Linked DNA regions of Mus musculus: regions 1, 3, 4, 5 and 6 are each linked to region 2. Evidence: chromatin contacts called from public HiChIP or PLAC-seq and promoter capture Hi-C data. All regions are on one chromosome and are shown on one strand. Each heading gives the region's core, a stretch centred on a gene start, on an enhancer-like site or on the middle of the called end of the contact. The rest is flanking DNA. Distances are from core to core; before and after follow the strand shown. Region 1 holds the start of Bbs2 (Bardet-Biedl syndrome 2 (human)). Region 2 holds the start of Fto (fat mass and obesity associated). Region 3 holds the start of 4930488L21Rik (RIKEN cDNA 4930488L21 gene). Region 4 holds the start of Mt2 (metallothionein 2). Region 5 holds the start of Snx20 (sorting nexin 20). Region 6 holds the start of Nup93 (nucleoporin 93).

Region 1 (3,187 bases), core at 509-3,008, 2.8 Mb after region 2:
TATCCTATTACATATTCTGACATGATATATCATATACATATACACTCTGCTTACTCTCTCAAATGTAAGCTCTAGAGGTGAAATTTCATTTATCGCAGTATCTGCAGAGTTAGGAAAAGTGTCCAGCACATGATTGTACCTCAAATTAGGGGTTAAGGTAACACCAGTGGGATATCGTTGCCTCTTATATTGCAGTACTCCATTCTACGAACATGTATATGCACATATGCATATGTGGATGCGAACTTCTTTTGGATGTTTGTCAGTGCCTGGGATAAGGGCAGCTCAGGAGGCTGAACCCAGGCTGTTGAGTATGTTAGGCAATCGTTCTACCACTGAGTTACATCATCAGCCTTTTTAATATTACTATTTGAATATTCGTGTGTGTGTGTGTGTGTGTGTGTGTGTGTGTGGGTATGTGTGTGTGTCCAGGCTCTATAGCACATGTGAAGGTCAGATGACAACAACTTACAAGAGTCAGATCTCTCTCCATGTTGTGTGTCCCTAGGACAGAACTCAGGTCATCAAACTTAGCAGTGCATGCCTTTATCCAAGTGACAATTGGACAAAGAACTCCCTTCTTCTAAAATTTTAATTTTGAGACAGGGTCTTCCTATGTTGCCCAGGCTAGCTTTGAACTTATGATCCCAATCTCTTGAACAGATAAAATAACAAATGTGTAGCACTACCTCAGGACTGGTAGCGCCTCTTAACTAGTAGCATCACATACCAAGACGAATGTTCAGCATTTTACTTCACCATACCAGTTTATGAAATCATAACCCATTTAAACGAATCCTTATGTTCCTGCTACGGAACCCTAGAAGTAGCATATAAGGTAACATACAACACACATGGCAGTGTCTTGAAAACTCCTTACACAAATGCAATTGTGTACCTGGCATACCTGCTGAGTCTAACAACAAGAATTCAATCTCACTTTCACAATTTCTTTTGTTTGCAAACTGGGTCTAAATCTGAATTTTTTTTTTATCTGTGACCCTGACACCCCTTTCTCAGTATGTGGCTCATAATAACCATTTAATGAACACTTAGGTTATGGGGATAAGATCTGAATGTACGTGATCAAGGACCAAAACTACAATCTGAATTTAACATTGGGTTGTTGTCCCCACCCCACCCGCTTCCTCCACTGTAAAGAGGCAAATATGGAAGAGAATCCTGGAGGCAAGCAGAGGCCCTGGGCATGAATCTGGAGTCAGCAATCGCTGCTACTCCTGGACAAGCGCTCCTTTTTCTTGAGACTTCTTTTCCCTAGGTTCCTGATCTGTCCTCAATACTGTTCAACACTGAGAACCTGGTGATAAAAAACGTCACTGCTACAAAGCTGTTCTTTGAAATCCCACTTTGATGGGACTGGAGCCAAGGACAGCGGCGACCGGTTGCCAGGCAATGCGGGCAGGGGGCGGGGCAGCGTGAGGGGCGGGATCTGGAGGAGGCAGGAGTCCGGGTGGGAGCGGTTACCTTGCCCGCTTGGGTGGCGGCAGCCAAGCACGGGTGAGTCCCGTCGTAGCGCCCTATGGCCACCATGCGGGGGCTGATTTTGTGGCGCAGTTTCAGAGTGAACACAGGCAGCAGCATGATGGCGCCAGCTAGGGGCGGAAGACAGATGCCCGACGCAGGCGCAAGGCAAGCAGCTTGGCCGGCCGGTTGCCTAGCAGCGGATGAGGAGTAGGAGGTAAATACACGCAGGACTGCGGAACGCCACAGGCCCGGCGCCGGAAGCGCAGACTAGAGCGCGATCGGTGTCGCCAACTCTCTCTACGCCTGCGCGGACCCTCCCAGCGGCAGAGCTACGCAAGTCCCAACTAGCTCCTGCGACTGCGCAGTGGCGTCGTGCCTGGTTGGCCTGCGTTCTTTGTCTGTCCTCGGACTGCGGCTGTAAATTAGTGTTAGATGAAGCCTTACCTTGGCGTCTGGGATGGCGGTGTCTAAGCCAGTACCTCCCCAGGATTCTCTGTAGCGTGTCAGCCAAGCTGCACCCCGTACACGCCACACACTATGTCACCCTTTCATTCGTTCAAGAACTAAGGCTTTACGGGGCGGATAGTTAAGTGGGTGAAGACACTTGATACCAACCCTGATGACCCGAGTTGGAAGCAGAAAACCAGCTCCAAGGACATGCACACGCACGATTAAAAAAACAAAACAAAACTAACGTTAAAGTGCTTAGTGTATCCCTTGCTTTAGCTGTTATGCCCAGGCAAACGTCAATAGTAACCCGAAAATAATAATCCCCTCAAGATAAAAGTAAAGAGTATAGTTTATTTAAATAGTTTAGGTGGTAAATATAAAGCAGTAGAGAACGATGCAAAGTTGAGGGACATGGGAAGGGAAAGAGTACTTCTCTCCCAAGTCCAGTTAAGGCGCTCCACCAGCTGAGTCAAGATTTTCAGGACAATTAGCATTTGTACAAAGTTGCTCAGCTAGAGACAACATGCCCTTTATATGAAAAGACTTTCAACTAAGAATGTTGAAAAAGCACTGAATCCTGCTTAAGTACTAAACGGACATGGCCTTTCTCCTTTGCCAGCTGTAAATCTGTAATTTGCTAGGGACCTCACAAGAAACCCTACTTAAATAAATGATGTGACTTAACTCTTTACATCCTTGTGACAAGTCGGTTCATCTTAGCAAATTGCAAACTCTACTCAAAGCACCGGTGAAGTCACCTTATAAACGTATTCATCAAAAAGAAGGGAAAGAAAGAAGAGTAAATGTGCGGGGGGGGGGGGGGGGGGGGGGGGGGGGGGGGGAGTAGAAGAAAGGAACTAGCAGGTGAGAAGGATCAGCCAGCCATAGTATGCATGAAAATGTCATAAAAGACCTGCTACTTTGTAAGCTAATTTTCAAAGTAAAACAAAAGAGAGAAAGAAGATGGGAGTGGGGTGGAATTCCTAACAGCCCATTGAGATATAACTAGAGCTACTAAGCAGTCTATGTAGCTGATAAGATACTAAGTGAGTCGTTCCCTCTTGAAACCCACATCCAAGCTTTTGGCTATGTATTATTCTATCCCTTAGCACCTATCCTCTCTTTTAAACTCCTTCCCAGCCCCTCCCCGTTATGCTTATATTATAGTATAGCATATTACATTACATTAATTATGTATGGTATATGGTGTGTGTGTGTGTGTGTGTGTGTGTGTGTGTGTAAAACAATACCA
Region 2 (2,997 bases), core at 469-2,968:
GAGTTAGTTGTTTGGTGATATTTCTGGTTATCATGACCGAGAAGAAAATTGTTACTGGTCTGATGTAGGTAGATGGCACAGTGAATTCTCCCTCTTTGCTATGATCCACTTACAACCTTCCCTGCTTTCCTCACATATGGCATGCTTTTATCTTGCTCCTAAGGCTCTTCTGTCTCCTCATACTTCAGAGCTCAGTCCAACTGACCTTTCCTTAGAGTTTCCCTTACTGTTCTGTGTTAATTTTCTTCCTGGTTTCTAACTTTTCTTTTTCAAGGGAAGCCCAGGCTGTCTAGGCTGACATGAAATTCACCAAGAACACTAAACATACTGGCCTCAAATTCTCTATTTTTTCCTTGTGTTTTTTTTTTCTTTAAAAAATGGGGGGGGGGGTCATCTCACTATATAAACTTGGCTGGAATTCAAAGATCTCCCTGCCTCTACTTCCAGAGTGTTACGATTAAAGTCGGGTGTCACCATGCCCTGAGTAGACTCTGAATTTGTCCTGAGTGTGCCACCACCCTGCTGTGGCTTATTGCTTACAGCAACAGCCTTTGTCATTATCCCAGAGTTGTATCGTAATTCATTGTCATGTCATGCATTTTTAACCTAGTATATTTTCACACCTATATCATAGTTTCTTGCTTATATCTGTCCCCTACCACTCCCCCCCCCATCTCTCTAGCTTCCTCTCACTGGTCTCCTTCCTCCCCCAAATAGTTCCTCTTCTGCTATCTGATGTCACATAGTAGACATTAACGCTATCATTTATTGAATGAATGAATGAATGAATGAATGCCAGGCACTGAGTTTAAACAAAGTCTCTGCCCTGTAATGGCTTTAACAGACTATGGGAGTAGTCAGATGAGAAACAGTAATAAAGAATAAAAGATAGGCCACTAGAAACTGATTGTGGTGGTGGGAACTTGAGGCAAGACCTATTATTGATTGAATTTGAGACGAGCATGGGCTAAAAAGGCTAGTTTAAGGCCAGCCTAGGATGCATAGGGAGACCCCCTTTTAAAAACTAATCGACAATCAGCAGCAGCAGCAACAACAACAACAGTAACAAGCCAACAACAACAACAGTAACAAGCCTCTTGGGAGGCTTAGGTTCTACCATCCAAGCCCAGTTTCTGGGAAACAGAGTGAAATGTGACTGGGACCTTTGAGTTGTAGGACTTAGGGTTGCCAATTCTTATCAGCTGCGTTTCTGGCTGGGCGGGCGGTCAGGGCGAGTCAGATGCAGGCCTGCGGATGTGGAGGTGTGTCGGGATGGACTGCTTTCCACGCAAGAATCCCAGGTCTATCCTGGGCTTCGAACAGACTCCAGGCTCAGTTGTGAGGCCGCGGAAGAGCCAGCCAACCTGCATTAGCCCCCACCTCACAGAGTACTCACCTCCGCGTTCGCCCTCAGCTAGCTACCGGTTGCTATAGCGCCCAGGGCGCGAGCCTCTGCAGGCCCAGAGGAGCACGGGAAAACAGTGAGTCCCGTTACCCACTGGGAAATGTAGTTCTCCGTAGGGTGCGGGCCGTCGGCGGGTCGCGTAGCGGACTACGCTAGCCCTGCTAGCTGACTGGAGAAATTCAGCTCCGGAGCCCAAGGAGTACTCGGGAGTCTCGCGCAGCATTCTGGGAAGGGTAGTTCTTCTAGGTATTAGAGCAAATGGCTCCAGGCGGGAGAGAGCCGTTGAGAGAACTACACACAGGAGGCGGGGTCCAGGGCGAGGGGGAACACGGCCCACGGTGGCGAAGGCGGCTTTAGTAGCAGCATGAAGCGCGTCCAGACCGCGGAGGAACGAGAGCGGGAAGCTAAGGTATGTGGGGCTCCGGGCGTCTGGGATTCTGTGTTAGTCCCGGGCTAGAGGCAGGGGACCCGCAGACCCGCTGGGATGGCTGAGTGGATGCTCGGCGTTAAGCCAAGGGGTGTCAGGGCCTTGTTTGCAAGAGACCTGCAGACGTGGTGTGAGTGTGCGCGCGCACGTCTGTGCTGTGAATTCATATTGCTCTGGATGCAGATCTGGATACAGTTAGTCTTGGTCAGAAATGAAAAGATAGACATCTATGTCCCTGTCCTGCTTCTGTCCCTATTCCTTGGTTATATTTGTAGCCACTCTCGAGCCTCAGTTTACCAGTTTACCACCTGTGTGTTTTCAGCTCGAGCGCAGCTGAGCCACAGATTTAGTATGGTGACATGTTTTTATTTGGAGCATTGCCTCAATGGCCAGATGACTTGTCTGCGTGGTCAGCACATCAGATACGCTTTACATAGCTTCTGTGGGTAGTACATTCCTGGACTCCGTCCTTGCTGTTCAGCTTTCTGACAGTGGACACTCCTTGGGATGACAGTAACAGCAACGGCGACTTATTTGCAGCATTTTTTTTTTTTTGTATCAGACACCTACATTAAATGCATAATTATTTCATATCATTGCAGCAGATGGCAAGACAGATATTACATAGGTAGAGTATAAACAGTCCGTTATGAAGATGAGCACTGGAAGCTCAATATTTTCCTTTTCCCCCATCCCCAAAGTTGGGACCTATTGATTTGTTCTAACTTATCAGCATTCAGTCCCCCTCAGTGGACACAACAGATTCTGCCCATCTTAAAAGTCTCTCTTGTCTGTAGCTCATTTGGCCAAAGGCCCTTGGCTATGCCGTTTGGTGCTTATTCTATGGTAGGTAAATACTGGCAGCGAGGATCAGTAGGAAATAAAACAGGTACAGTACTTGCTGTCGTAGAATTTTGTCTTGTAAGATTCCTAAGTCAGTTAGGAATCTAAGGGTTTTGGGTCTTGGGTGTAATGGCCTGAGTTATGTATTTTACAGACATGGACACGGAGTCTGGCAGAAGTTGGCCTTTGCTCAGGGCCTTTTGTTTCCTAGGTGGCATTAGGGATCAGGAGCTGCCCCTCTCTAATCTCCTAGCTCCATTTCTAGTCTCTTTGTGAAAGACATTGAAGTACTGGCTGATGCGAAGCACAGGTAGTTGTGTTA
Region 3 (3,242 bases), core at 722-3,221, 2.5 Mb after region 2:
TGAAGCCCCCTTCCCATTTCCATGAGCTGACACTCACCAGTTTCCCCCCCTCTGTGTGTCCCAACAGGGGCTGGAGAATCAGGAAAAAGCACCATTGTGAAGCAGATGAAGTAAGTCCCTGTGTCATTGGGATTTGTACTTTTATTAAGAATAATTTATATCGTTTTTATTATCTTGCTCACCCATATTTGCTCTCCAGGCCTGGTTTTTAATTCGCGCACACACAGAAGAAACCCGAGGTTGCCTCCCCTCCCCCACTCCCTACGTTGGTTCTGGGTCCCCCACCCCAACTCCTGGGGTCGGTGTTTGCGGGGAGGGAATGAGAGCGCCTCTAGTTGTATGAATGACAGTGTCCGCCATATTGATCAGAACATCACACTATTGGCGTGCTTATGATCATAACTCTTGCTCGTGGAGTATTTCGTGTTTCACTGCCTCCATTTCTGTCTCTGCCTCATCTTCTTTCCCCTCCTCCTCCACCCCACCCCTCGAATCCCACTTCCCCCTGCTTCTCTTGAGGCAGTGATTTTGAACTTGACTAAAACATGGAGGGGACCCAGCCCTAGCAGATTGGGGTGGAGGATCAAGTGTTTGCTGTTCACGAGTTTGGTGCTGAATTCCTGGTGGCTGTGGCTTAGACGACCCCCCCCCCCAAAGCGAGCAAGGGTTAGGGGAGGGGGCGTGCACTGGGGAGAAAGGATGGGTTTCCAAGCGGATGTGACAGACACAGCCTTATCCAAGGCAGAGGTGGGAGGGTCTGTGGGGCTAAAAGCCAGTTTCATCTGCCCTCCAGCCCCTCTCCTCCCTGGCCCTCCAGCCTTTGCTCTTCTGACACCCGCAGGTTCCAGTCACTGTGTAGCCTTTATCGTTGTATTTACACTCTGTATTCTACCTTCAATGCGGATTTCAGGCCCTACTTGCCACCGCCCCCTTTCTGCCTTAGATATCAGTTTCCCCTCCTAATTAACTGGGGGTGGATTTGAGTGATGGTTGAAAATTAAAACAAAATGGGATATTCCTTCCTTTCCACATTTCCCCACTTAGGAGCCTCGCCCGTCCTTCCTCCTCTCTGGCTTGCTTCTTGCCCCATCCACTCCACGGTTCCCGGTGAGCCTCCAGGCAGCTCTGCCTGGGGAGGGGTGGCCGGCAGGGAACGGGTGCGTGCCTTCCGGGCCTCCTGGCCCTGTTTCCGTTGGCCTGTCAGTTCGGGACGGAGGAGTTCGTTAGGACCGTTTAGCGAGGATTCCATGTCGCTTTGCTGTGACACCTTCGTGCACACACAGCTCCTAATTAGAGGTTGCTGTGCTGTAAACAAAAATGATTATTTTTCAACTTGACAGAATAGCCGAAGTAATTGCATCCCGTAGGAAAACAATGGAAAATAAAAGCCCCTTTCGAGGGAAGGTGGGTGGGAGACAAATCGTGCTTGTGGTTTCAAAACCAAGAAGCAAAAATTCTTGCATGTGTAACAGGCATGACAAGCGAGTTCCAGGCGGCGCCATGATGGTAGGGAGCAGCGACTAGGAGACAGTTTCTCCCATCTGCTTGGCATGTTCTTATTTGCGTTCGAGAGCTCCCGGGGGCTTTCTTCTCACAGGCCCCTTCGGCTAGCCTCACCCTTCTGAGCCACCAGTAATTTGGCCTGGGGTTTCTCTGGGGCTTGTGCAGTCCAAATGGATGGGGAGGCGGGGCCTGGGGAATTGCTCTTTGCAACAAGGTGCATGTTGCATCTGCCTGGAGCCCTCGCGTGTCGGGAAATGCAAACCGCGCCACCTCTTTCTCCTTAGGGGCAGGTTTCGAAACTTCACAAGTCTGTAATCCACTGTGGCAGGCCGGGAGTCCGGTAGAAGCCTCGGCCTCCTGAGCCAGGGTGAGGTTTCAGGCGTTGTAAGTGGTGGACAGCGCCCAGCCGAGGCTGGAAAAGTCGATGGGGCTGAGCTTGGCTCGGCGGTGTTCGGCTCCGCTCGGCCTGACCTGGGAGCGGGGCTCGGAGGATCTCGACAGTGTTCGGAGCACAGTCGGGGTCCAAGCGGAGAGGGCCGAGCGGCTTCGGCGGCTTCGGAAAGGCCCCGAAGACATTCGGAAACCCTCGGCAGGAGGAGGGCAAAGGAGGTGGAATTGGGGGTGTGGGAGGGGATGGCAAAGAAACTTTGCATCCACCAAAGCAGCTTGCTACCTGCTCTTCCTGAACATGCCTCATAAATTAGGTTGATTTAATAAGAGGTTTAAAAATACGTATCGAGTCCCCAAAAGGGCAACTTGCCTTTTTTATTCAAAGAAAGCTTAGCTCTCTGAGGAGATCCGTGTGCCACTTTAGAATGGAAATTCCTGATTAAGTCCTGGGGCACGAAATCTTAAAGGAAGACTGAGGAGACATTCTGAGGAAAGTCCTGTGCGTCTGACTTATATTGGGTTGCACTGAGGAAGATGGGGTGAAGTGTCCGATGTTTGATTCTATTTAATCGGAAATCAGAACATTTTTCTCTTTTCCTGCATTTCTTCCTTTCTCTATTCCCACAAACACCTTTTCTGTGAAAACTGCCTGTCAAAACTGAGATTTTTTTTTTGTAATTGATTTTTTTTTTGTTTGTTTGTTTCCCTTTAAGAACAAAACGTGCCAGATCTCTTTAGGAAATCGGCTAGGTTTGATCAGAATGTCCACCAGAAATGGGTGTGAGCACGCCAGTTGTGCCACAAAAAACCCAGCTGACCTGCCCTCCTGAAGCATTCATGAATGGCAGTTTTTCCTATGAGCTGAGCCTGAAATAAATCAGATCAGGGACTTGTGCCAAGCCGAATGCAGGACTTGTTTTATTAACCACAAAATGTGAGGTTGGTGTCACTGTATCCCGGTGACAGATTCTTTGGAGTCCTCACTTCCAGAGATGGGTTTTGAGATCACCACTTGAGTGAGAGTCATTTGTAGCCGGGGAAGATTGTACTTTCTGGGTGGGGCCAGCCCAGAAAGCCTCGGTAGCATTTGCAGAAAGCAATTTCCTGTTTCCCTGTGCAATATGATTGGTGACGAGCCCGTCAGGCCATATGTGTAAGTTAATTCAGATGCTGTGTTGTTTCACCTAGGCAGATGAAATTAGATGGTTAGAGAGTCTGCCGTTGGTGACACCCTGTGAGGAGCCAGGGATTGGGCCTAGTAGCACAGCCCCTTCCTTTGGGTTGAGAGGAGGAATATTGCTATCCGAATGTTATCAGATCCTTTGTCATCAGCGTTTTCAGAAGGCAAG
Region 4 (3,021 bases), core at 266-2,765, 2.9 Mb after region 2:
AACTCACAGAAATTTACGTGCCTCTGCCTCTTGAGTGCTCTGATTAAAGGAACTGGCGGATACATCCAGTCTACGACGTACTTCCATTTTCAAAATCTAAGTCCTAGCGGGAAGTGAGAACTGGGCAGGAATAACCGTACCGTGGGTTAGTTACCTCCATGAATTTACGGGACTTGGCCAGCGGTGACTGCCAACAACATCCTGGCTTGAGGCTGGAGTTACAGCAAAGACTGCTCTGGGGTCAGTCTGGAAAGGGAGCACGGGAGCCCAGAAATCAATCCGGTTCAAGTTCATAGCCAGGGCAGCCACAGAAAGTGCCAGGAAGGGAAAGGACACGGTGTTTAATCACACAATCCATGGACAGCCGTGGGCATCCAGTAATGCCTGGAATGAGTCAAGAAGGCATTGCCCCAGTTTTCACTAAGAGCTGCGAGGACAGCCTGTCCTGTTACAACCCACCCACAGCCTCCGTTGAAAGTATCCGAGTCGGCCTGCCGGGAAGCTTCCGGCACCAGTTTCCTGGCTCTGCAGATGACACAGACATTCCAGCTATGACTTCCAGTCTGATTTCAGCAGACTTAAGCAAGTGGGGAAACACCATGTACCTCCAGGGGAAGAAATTTTGGCTGCCATCTCCACCCTTCCCCTCAGCATCCACCCGTGGGTGGAGGTGGGTCGGGTTACGTGGGGCTTTCCATCCGTGTGTTTCAGAACACCACCATCTGGCCCTTCCTACTTGGCAAACACCCTGGCAAAGGGCCCTGGTCCATATCCTCCCAGAATGGACTGCTTTCGTTCTCTTGAATTCCACCTCCAGCAAAGACCCCCACCATTTTTTCCTGTCACTCGCTGCCCTCCCCCCGCCCCCCAAGAGTAAGTCTTAGCACAAGGCTTGTGTCTATGGTCTCTAGTCTCTTGACAACTGGCTGGTGCCTTAGTGGATTCGAACCCTACACTCATCTTGGGCAAGTGACTATGTGACTGCGTCTCCGTTTCCACTTTTCTACGGTGAGAATAATGAACACTCCAACCAGCGTTTGTAAGGAAAAACGACAGCTCTTACGGTGCCCGCAGCACGTGACACGCAGGGGGGCAGGAGTACATCACCAACAGCAGTTAAGCCAGGGGTAGGGCTGGTTTTTGTAACCGGTTCACACTGCCAGCTAAGTTTTCCTGTACGCAGGGTCTCCAAGCCCCGCTTTCACCCAGGTTAGCACACAAGACATGCGCGGAAACTGTGTCCCCGTGGCGTGATCTGGGCGGCCAGAGGTCTCGTCGCTCAGCATCGCCTCTGCACCCGGCCCCTCGGGCCCCGGGGCACCGCAAAGGGCGCGCGCGGGAGCAAGCAGGTGTCCTGGAACCGGTTCCCACCGGATCGCAGACCCTTTGCGCTCAGCTCCTTTGCTCTCAGTCCCTGAGCCCAGAGAAAGGGGGTGTGACTCAGCGCGGGGGGTGGGGGGAGGGCGTGTGCAGGCTCTGTCCCACGAGCAAAAAGAGGGCCGCTTGCAGAATTCGGGTCGTGCGCAGGCCCAGGGGCGTGTGCTGGCCATATCCCTTGAGCCAGAAAAAGGGCGTGTGCAGGCGGCGGGGGCGCGTGCATGGTGCCTTCCACCCGGGCGGAGCTTTTGCGCTCGACCCAATACTCTCCGCTATAAAGGTCGCGCTCCGCGTGCTTCTCTCCATCACGCTCCTAGAACTCTTCAAACCGATCTCTCGTCGATCTTCAACCGCCGCCTCCACTCGCCATGGACCCCAACTGCTCCTGTGCCTCCGGTAAGGGGGACTGCTGACGGGATTTCTGGGAGAGCTAGACAGGCTTTTTGGCCCCTCCTTTAGTAATTACTTTAAGGGTACGACCGGCTACCCCTTCCGAATGAATTCTGAAGCACTCCTGCTCCTTTAAACTAGTCCTTGAGATAGTGGCTCGCCTACCCGGGTGATTTGCCTCACCTTCCTAGGAGAACAGCGTTCAGGTACTCCCGGGTCCCACTCAACCGCGCTCACTGACTGCCTTCTACTTTTAGATGGATCCTGCTCCTGCGCTGGCGCCTGCAAATGCAAACAATGCAAATGTACTTCCTGCAAGAAAAGTAAGTTGGATCTTCTCTGCCATTTCCCCGTCACTCTCCTGGGGTCCCTAGCCCGCCGCGCCGCGCCTTCCCTCCCGGGAGCGTTCAGGTGGTGTGCCTCTGACAAGGTTTCTCGCTCACGTTCAACTCTTCTCTCCCCACAGGCTGCTGCTCCTGCTGCCCCGTGGGCTGTGCGAAGTGCTCCCAGGGCTGCATCTGCAAAGAGGCTTCCGACAAGTGCAGCTGCTGTGCCTGAAGGGGGGCGGAGGGGTCCCCACATCTGTGTAAATAGACCATGTAGAAGCCTAGCCTTTTTTGTACAACCCTGACTCGTTCTCCACAACTTTTTCTATAAAGCATGTAACTGACAATAAAAGCCGTTGACTTGATTAATTCAGCTTGTCTCTGTGCATTGGTTAAGGGCTGGCAGAGGCGTTGAGATGGGACTGCAGCAGCTGAATTTGAGCTAGTCGGATTATATTTCTCTGGACTTTGACCGCCTAGAAAGTGGTCATGCAGAAGCATGCATTGGTCACAGAAATGGGCCATTCCTACTGGGCGTGTGTGTGTGTGTGTGTGTGTGTGTGTGTGTGTGTGTGTGTGTGTGTGTATTGGGGATTAAACCGAAAGCTTCCTGCTTACTAAACCCAGGTGCTCTAATGCGCCACATCCCTACCCCTAATTATTTTCGGTTTTTAGGCTTAAAGTATGAAATACCTGTAAATAAAAATGGGAGTGAGTCAGATATGACGTCTCCCACGAGTAATAACCCCAACACTTGAGAGCCTGAGGCAGAAGGACCACTAACTCTGAAGCCAGCTTGGTCTCAAATTTTGGTGACCTTTGGTTTTGAGGCCAGATCTTAACTGTGTAACCTAAGCTGTCCTTGAGCTTCTGCCTTAGACTTATAAATTCTGGGCTTACAGACTAAAATCCATTTTTAAAAATTCAG
Region 5 (3,464 bases), core at 289-2,788, 2.7 Mb before region 2:
GGAACTTCTTCCATGGGGCTTCGGAAGACCGCAGAAATGTGCCCGTGCTGCGTGCTCTGGTAAACCATTCAAAAACTGGCATGAAACCGAGGCTTAGAATAAAACTCAAAGCCACAACCAAAGCTGTTCCTGTCCTCTTACAGGACAGGCTGGGAGTGACCCATTTAAAGACAAGTAGATAAAGATGATATGTTGACAGTTTCCCAAACACATCCAAGCCTCAGTTTCCCCCTGTGGGCAATTGATCCTTTTGCTAAGCTCCTTGGTTTTTTGTTTTTTTAGTTTTTTGAGACAGAGTTTCTCTGTATAGCCCTGGCTGTCCTGGAACTCACTCTGTAGACCAGGCTGGCCTCGAACTCAGAAATCTGCCTGCCTCTGCCTCCCAAGTGCTGGGATCAAAGGCCTGCGCCACTACGCCCAGCTGCTAAGCTCCTTGGGGACAGAGGGTTCTGAGGGCTGCCTTATCACTCCACACCCTCAGTGGGAAAGATTTCTAGCCATCAGAACAAAGCACTGCAGATGTTGGGACTGGACTTGGCCCAGAGGACAGAGCAGAGTCGCAGGCTCCCACCCCTCCACCCCTTACTATCTTCTGTGCATGACAATCTTCATTTTCCGGGAGCCTTGGCTCTTGTTCCCCACTTCAAGGGGCCCTGCCCTCTTCAGTCCTCCTCCTTCATACACAGGGCCACTTGTAGAGCCGAGGCCACCTTTCTCGGGGGCAGGGGGAAGGTTGTGGGGGGTGGCTAATGAAAATCTGGTAGAATATAGTAAAAGCCCTTGCCCATAAGACAGAAGAACTGAGAGGCACCCATTCAAAGAGGAGGAGGAAGGAAGGAAAGGAAGGACAGGGAGCGGCAGCCCTGGCTGCGGGAGTTTGAGTTTAAGTCTCCTTTCTTTGTAGGGCAGCCTCCTCAGGTCTCCATTGAAGGGCCAGCCAAGGCTCCACCTGCCCTGAGCACCATGGGACCCCTGGGTGCTTCTCTGTGGAGCTTGCCGCTGGAAGCGCTCTCAGTTGGGTGTGCACATCAGAATCCCCACTGGGACTGGGGAGAGGAAGTGTTAGGAGCTCTAAGGCAAGCAGGCTGCCTACCCCACAACACCCAGACAGAGCTGGGGTGGGCTCCGGATTCTTACTCGGCTACAGGGTCCACCCTTTGAGAAATACAAGCCTGGACTTGTTCCCAGGAACAGGACCAGTGCCTGGCATTGCAAAAGGAGTCAGGCTTAGAGGTTGGAGGTGGGTTTGGCCCCAGTTTCTAAGGACAGCCCATACTCTCACCACCCTTGGTCCCTCCTAACCAGTACCCAGGGAGTTCCTAGAGGGCCTCTCAAGGACATCACTGGGTCTCAGGGCGCAGAAGCCAGCTACGCTTGGGGTCAAACACTGACTGACCTGGGATCTTCAGGCTTTGTGGGTTCGGGGTCCAGGAGAGTCACATGCCCCAGTCCGATCTCTTTTTGCAAGGTCCAACTAGATGGCTGAATGTCTGCCGCAATCCTGAGTTCTCCTTTTGAAAACAGGAAATGGGCTGAGTGATCTCCTTCAGGGGCCCCAGCTTATTGGTTGCTGAAAGATGTACATTGAACCTCCTAGACAAATATCTGCAGTACATCATACAGGCCACGTGGGTCAAGGCCACCAACAGGAGGACAGTTTAACTTCACAGCAGCTTTAAGCAGCTTGATACGTATTAGACACCCGAACGATAGCTGGCATTTGGAGAATTCATTTCAAAGTCCTTTGTTTTAGTCCTTTTCTGTGGCAATGACAGAAGACGATAAACTGAAGGAAAAAAAATCACACACACGAAAGTTTATTTAGTTTATAGCTCTGGATCCGGAACATGCAAGAGCACACTGGTAGTGTCTGTGAGGGCTGTCCTGCCGCATGTGACATGCCATGGTAGGAGGTGGACAGACAAGAGAAAGCTTACCTTATGCACCCCAGTTTCACAGTTACAGCATAAATCCCTTTATGAAGACTGTCCTTATGACAGTCAACTCTCAGAAGACCCTACCTCCCAAACCCATTATGTTAGGGATCTCAGTCTAACATGAGGATTTGGGGATACATTCTTTTAATAGTTATTATCCTAGCTATGAGCTAGGCATAATGGGGCCCTTCGTGTTCTGTTGACAAGCTGGAGAACTGAGGTTTGGTGCATGGAGCTGGTGGGATGCGGAGCCAGTGCCTGACACAGAAAGGTCATGGGATAGGCTAGGGTACGGCCCAGGTGGACATCTTGCACTCCCCTGGCTGTGAATGAGCCAGGCTGTACCTTCTCTACCCTTGGCATGGCTAATACTTCTTGAAGCCATTCTACAGTGTGGGCAGGGGTGTCACCTCATAGCTTACAACACTGGGTCCCACAAAGGATAATTATGGTAGACATTTTACAGGCTTATTTCCCACCCATCTCTTCTCCGTTGGAGTCCATTGCCTTCTTTGTCTTTTATCGAATTGCGTTAATGGCTGAAGATAGGCCGAGAGGGTTCCTTTGGGTACATGTGCTTCTTAATCTCTTTTTCCTCCCGAGGCTCACATTTGCACTGAAAGGATCTTGTGATGAATAGATGCTGTCTACCATGCTCAACTAAATCAATCTTGCTTTTCACTGTCACAGAGGTTTCGCCCTCATTTGCATCTGCTTCAACCCCACAGGCCCTCAGGAAGCTTATGATGAGTCAAGGTGTACAGAACACTTAATGGTGTCATGCTGAGCGTGTGAGGCTGGCAACTGAGGGCATACTAAAATCCTCATCGTTTGCCTTTCTGCTCAGGACTCTGTACAACATCCTGCCTCTCTGCACCACCATCACTATCATACCAAGAACACACATATCCATAAGAATTTGGTTTTGGCAAGAGCTTGAGAGAACTACTGTGCATGGCGTGCCTCTGGCTAGCCAGTCCCAGCTGCAAGGGCCGGATCTCATTTGCCTCTGCCTCGTGTTGCCTGGCAGAGGGCCTAGTGTGGTAAAGAGACAAGAGGTTGCAGAGAGGTGTGTGCCTCTGCCCCTCCTCTTCCTACCGTGCATCTTTCCAGCTCCTTGCCCTGTCTCTGCCCAGGCTTGAAATCTGTGAGATGCCACAGCAGGCTCTACATTCTTCTCCAAACCCTGTGAGCTCATCACAGCAGTTAGCAGCCACAGGGGAATAGTGTGACAGTCACTGCTTCCTCTTTTGGGGCAGGGGCCCAGTTTTTGGAAACCACCTGACATGGAGGTGTGCCCAGATTTTGTTGGAGGAACACAACTGGGCCAGTGTGACCAGGAGACTTTGTCATCTGCTGGGTGCTGGCTTTTCTCTGAAGCCCAGAAGCGGATGGGAGAGGGGTACAGGCAAGGGCTATGTCTTGTCCACTTGGGCTGCCATAACAAAATGCCCTATGCCATGTGGTTTAAACAACCAAGCTTGTGTCTTAAAGTTCTGGGGGCTGGGATATTCAAGATCATGGTGA
Region 6 (2,998 bases), core at 268-2,767, 2.9 Mb after region 2:
ATAGCTATTTATGCCCATTGGTAAGCGCTGGGTTCAGTGAGAGACCCTGTTTCAAAAAATAAGGCAGAGAGTGACTAGAGGAAGCCACCCAACAGCAACCTTTGACCTCCAAGCACATGTGCACATAGCTGCCCACATACTTCTGCACATACACAAATATATACCACAAACATACACATGCAGGCAGAAAGAAGTTCTGTGCAGCTATAATGCTAATCATTGTGGGCATCTTTGTATGTTAATTGTATTTATGTTTTATAAGCATATAAGGCAAAGCTGACTAGAACACTTTATCAAACAGGCATCTACCAAACTAGAATTATTAATGGTGACAACCTTGCCTAGGCCTGTGTTCACATGGTCCTCATTAGGTCAGGACGGTGACCTTCATTGAAAGATTAGACATGTTCGAGACTGTGCAATCCAAAAAGTGCCTCTTTAACGATTACAGGCTATTACGGGAGCTAAAGCAATGGCTCAGCATACTGCTCTTGCAAAGGACTTTGGGTTTGGTTCCTAGTACCCATGCCGCCTCACAACCACCTGTAATCTTACTCCGGAGATCTGATGACCTCTTTTGGCCTCCTTGAGCACCAGGACACACACACACACACACACACACACACACACACACACACACACACACTCACACACGAGTGCTTACAGTTAGCCCCACACTCTTTTACATTTGTCAAAACCTCCTCCTATCCAGGTCTCTCCTCTCAGCAGCTGCTGAGACCTGCAGCTTGCCTGTCCTGTTATTTTTCTCTCAAACTCCCAACAAAATTGTTTTCATTCAGCGCCTGTTTTCAAATTTCTTTTACCCACTAGACTAAGAACCTCCTGAAGGGTTCTTGTATATCCCAGTGACACACTTTGTTCCCAACGCGGCCACACTGAAGTAATCTCTTTTCTTTGGGTATCACCACTGCTTTTTTCTGTAATTGGCCAACGGGGCAGGTGGCCAGCCTAGCTTGCTTGTTCAGGCTGCCAAAAGACAGCCTTTTCCCTTGAGAAACTCCAAAACATGTTTTTATCTTTCACCTTTCAGTTGGAATGACACCTTTCCTGGCCATCCGACCATTTTTCTTCAATTAGTTTGCTTTTCCGTTCTTAGCTCTCCTAATTACTGCTGCATTTATTCACTATATTTTGTTTCCCTGGCCAAGCTGAGAACTGCTTGAGGTCAGGGATCTTGTCTGCTGTGGAAGTCACCGTGTTCCCTGCACCTAGAACAGGCCCAGGCACTTGACTGAAGCTCTACACCGAGTGGCCGAGCTCTCTGGGTCTGCCCAGCATTGGGAACTGCGGAAATGCTTCCTCTAGGACTGTCAACTCCAACCACGTGGGCGGGAGCAGGGCGGAGCTCCTTGACTTACTTGTAGCGACAGCCCCGCCTCCGGCCCCGCCCCGCCCCCACGCCTGTGTCCTCTTGCGGGTCTCCATAAAGTTCATTTGGCGGCGCAACGCGCAGGGGCTTCTGGGAGCTTACTGCCTCAGCCAATCAGGAGGCGCGGGCGAGCGGCGCGAGAAGCGGCGGCGGCGGCGTAGTGAAGAAGCCGGCAGCGGGCGGCGACGGAGGCAGGTAAGGTGTGTGAGGTGTGGGCGCCCACGCGGCCCCGAGCCGACCCTGGGCCCGAGTTCGGGGCCTGGCCTTGAAGCAGAACACCGAGCCTAGTTCGAAGAGGCTCGTGCTTCCTCTCTTGCTGTAGCTGGGCATGCCGGCCGGCGACTGCTCGCCGAGTGCTGTGACTAGGCTCTTCCGAGCGTGGTCCTCCCCACTGGTGCTCTGTCGCCACGCCCACCCACGGCTGCCAGGCGTCACCCGGCCTGACTGCCCTCTTTGGGGCGTGGGGGCCGTTCTTCTAGAGAATGGCTCTTCCGGGTGAAGGGGCGGCCAGCGAACCCCTGTCAACTTTAATCTCCTTTTACGGAGAATCCGACAGGATGCTAATGATTGCCGCTTCGGTTGTCTCACCTGTTTCTGGGTACCCTGTATCCTGTCTTCTGTAAGGGATGCCCAAGTATATTGGGTCCCTTCTGAAAGAAAATCACAGCATGGGCGGCATGGTGTCGCTTTCAAAGCGAGTTGAAGCCAGCCTGATCTACATTAGACCCTGCCCCACCCCTACCCCCCTAGATGACTTTCAGTACAAGCAAAGGTCAGCGCTTTAGTAATAATAACAGTAATACTAATCATAGAAATAACAACAACAATAGTAATATAAGCTCCCTGTAGTGAGCTGTAAGGCTTTTAAATAACGTGACCCATACTTTCAATGTCTGTTACACCCCACATTCTCTCCCCACCCCCAACACCACCGCAGGACATGCTTTGACTTAAGGGCTTTGTTCTTGTGGTTGGATGTCTGTTTTGTCTGCTCTCTTTCTTGGAGTCTTCACTAGGGCCATTAGAATCTAAGCCTTTCCTCACTCTTCTTGTCTTCACTGCTTTTTTTTTTTCCCCTAAGCATTTAGGTTTTATTTGTCCTATGTATTGTTTGTCCTTCCCCGACCCCTGTAGAACATGAGTGCCTACCTAGTACTTAAGTTTGGTACACAATAAAGTAGGTGCTCAATAAATATCAAATAAATGAATGTTACTGATATTATAGGCTTGTGGTGAATGAGACAGGCTTCTTTCTTGGGAAGACATCACACACATAAGCAATAAACATAAATATTAAAACCATGAGACTTGAACTGTTGGAGCTGTGGTGAACTTGGGTTCTTCTCCCTCCCTCCCTCCCTCCCTCCCTCCCTCCCTCCTCTCTTCCTCTCATTTGTGTGTTCTTGTGTGTCTTTTATGTATGTGGATATTTCTGTGGAGGCCAGAAGAGAGTGTCTGATTCCTTGGAGCTAGAGTTACAGACAGCTGTAAATCACTGATGTGGGTGCTGGGACCTGGGCTGGCGTCCTCTACAGAGCTGTAGATTTTCTTAACTGCTGAGCCATCTCTCTTACCCCTGAGCCTATAAGGTAGATGCATTTTGAGGTG

The links. Promoter capture Hi-C pulls out the DNA fragments that hold promoters and counts their contacts. HiChIP or PLAC-seq counts read pairs in DNA pulled down with a chosen protein or histone mark.
Region 1: a contact with region 2 is called in a promoter capture Hi-C map of pre-B cells, with 6 times the contacts expected there. The contact joins the promoter of Bbs2 here to the promoter of Fto in region 2. A contact is called at or near these places in 3 of 39 promoter capture datasets (hippocampal neurons, liver and pre-B cells), 1 of 115 datasets of contacts at active chromatin or transcription factors (astrocytes) and 1 of 9 other capture datasets (liver).
Region 3: a promoter capture Hi-C map of hippocampal neurons shows a contact between it and region 2, with 5 times the contacts expected there. The contact joins the promoter of 4930488L21Rik here to the promoter of Fto in region 2. A contact is called at or near these places in 1 of 39 promoter capture datasets (hippocampal neurons) and 1 of 115 datasets of contacts at active chromatin or transcription factors (astrocytes).
Region 4: a promoter capture Hi-C map of hippocampal neurons shows a contact between it and region 2, with 5 times the contacts expected there. The contact joins the promoter of Mt2 here to the promoter of Fto in region 2. A contact is called at or near these places in 3 of 39 promoter capture datasets (hippocampal neurons, liver and pre-B cells).
Region 5: a contact with region 2 is called in an H3K27ac HiChIP or PLAC-seq map of bone marrow-derived dendritic cells, with 8 times the contacts expected there. The contact joins the promoter of Snx20 here to the promoter of Fto in region 2. A contact is called at or near these places in 1 of 39 promoter capture datasets (pre-B cells), 1 of 484 Hi-C or Micro-C datasets (CD8 T cells) and 1 of 115 datasets of contacts at active chromatin or transcription factors (bone marrow-derived dendritic cells).
Region 6: a promoter capture Hi-C map of pre-B cells shows a contact between it and region 2, with 5 times the contacts expected there. The contact joins the promoter of Nup93 here to the promoter of Fto in region 2. A contact is called at or near these places in 2 of 39 promoter capture datasets (the HPC-7 cell line and pre-B cells).

What each region holds. Positions count from the first base shown.
Region 1 is chr8:94,096,751-94,099,937 of GRCm38.p6, forward strand. It overlaps Bbs2 (Bardet-Biedl syndrome 2 (human)), which reads right to left and starts at 1,759. Exons shown (of 17, transcript NM_026116.3): 1 at 1,486-1,759. The coding sequence starts at 1,602. It overlaps Gm39226 (a long non-coding RNA gene), which reads left to right and starts at 2,792. Exons shown (of 2, transcript XR_879106.1): 1 at 2,792-3,187.
Region 2 is chr8:91,311,807-91,314,803 of GRCm38.p6, forward strand. Fto (fat mass and obesity associated) reads left to right here and starts at 1,719. Exons shown (of 9, transcript NM_011936.2): 1 at 1,719-1,814. The coding sequence starts at 1,770. Rpgrip1l (Rpgrip1-like) reads right to left here and starts at 1,416. Exons shown (of 26, transcript NM_173431.2): 1 at 1,397-1,416.
Region 3 is chr8:93,811,584-93,814,825 of GRCm38.p6, forward strand. 4930488L21Rik (RIKEN cDNA 4930488L21 gene) reads right to left here and starts at 1,972. Exons shown (of 1, transcript NR_026888.1): 1 at 111-1,972. It overlaps Gnao1 (guanine nucleotide binding protein, alpha O), which reads left to right. Exons shown (of 9, transcript NM_010308.3): 2 at 68-110.
Region 4 is chr8:94,171,103-94,174,123 of GRCm38.p6, forward strand. Mt2 (metallothionein 2) reads left to right here and starts at 1,516. Exons shown (of 3, transcript NM_008630.2): 1 at 1,516-1,773; 2 at 2,025-2,090; 3 at 2,234-2,465. The coding sequence starts at 1,746. The coding sequence ends at 2,325. Gm39227 (a long non-coding RNA gene) reads right to left here and starts at 553. Exons shown (of 3, transcript XR_879107.2): 1 at 155-553.
Region 5 is chr8:88,634,590-88,638,053 of GRCm38.p6, forward strand. It overlaps Snx20 (sorting nexin 20), which reads right to left and starts at 1,539. Exons shown (of 4, transcript NM_027840.3): 1 at 1,397-1,539.
Region 6 is chr8:94,213,047-94,216,044 of GRCm38.p6, forward strand. It overlaps Nup93 (nucleoporin 93), which reads left to right and starts at 1,518. Exons shown (of 22, transcript NM_001357266.1): 1 at 1,518-1,585.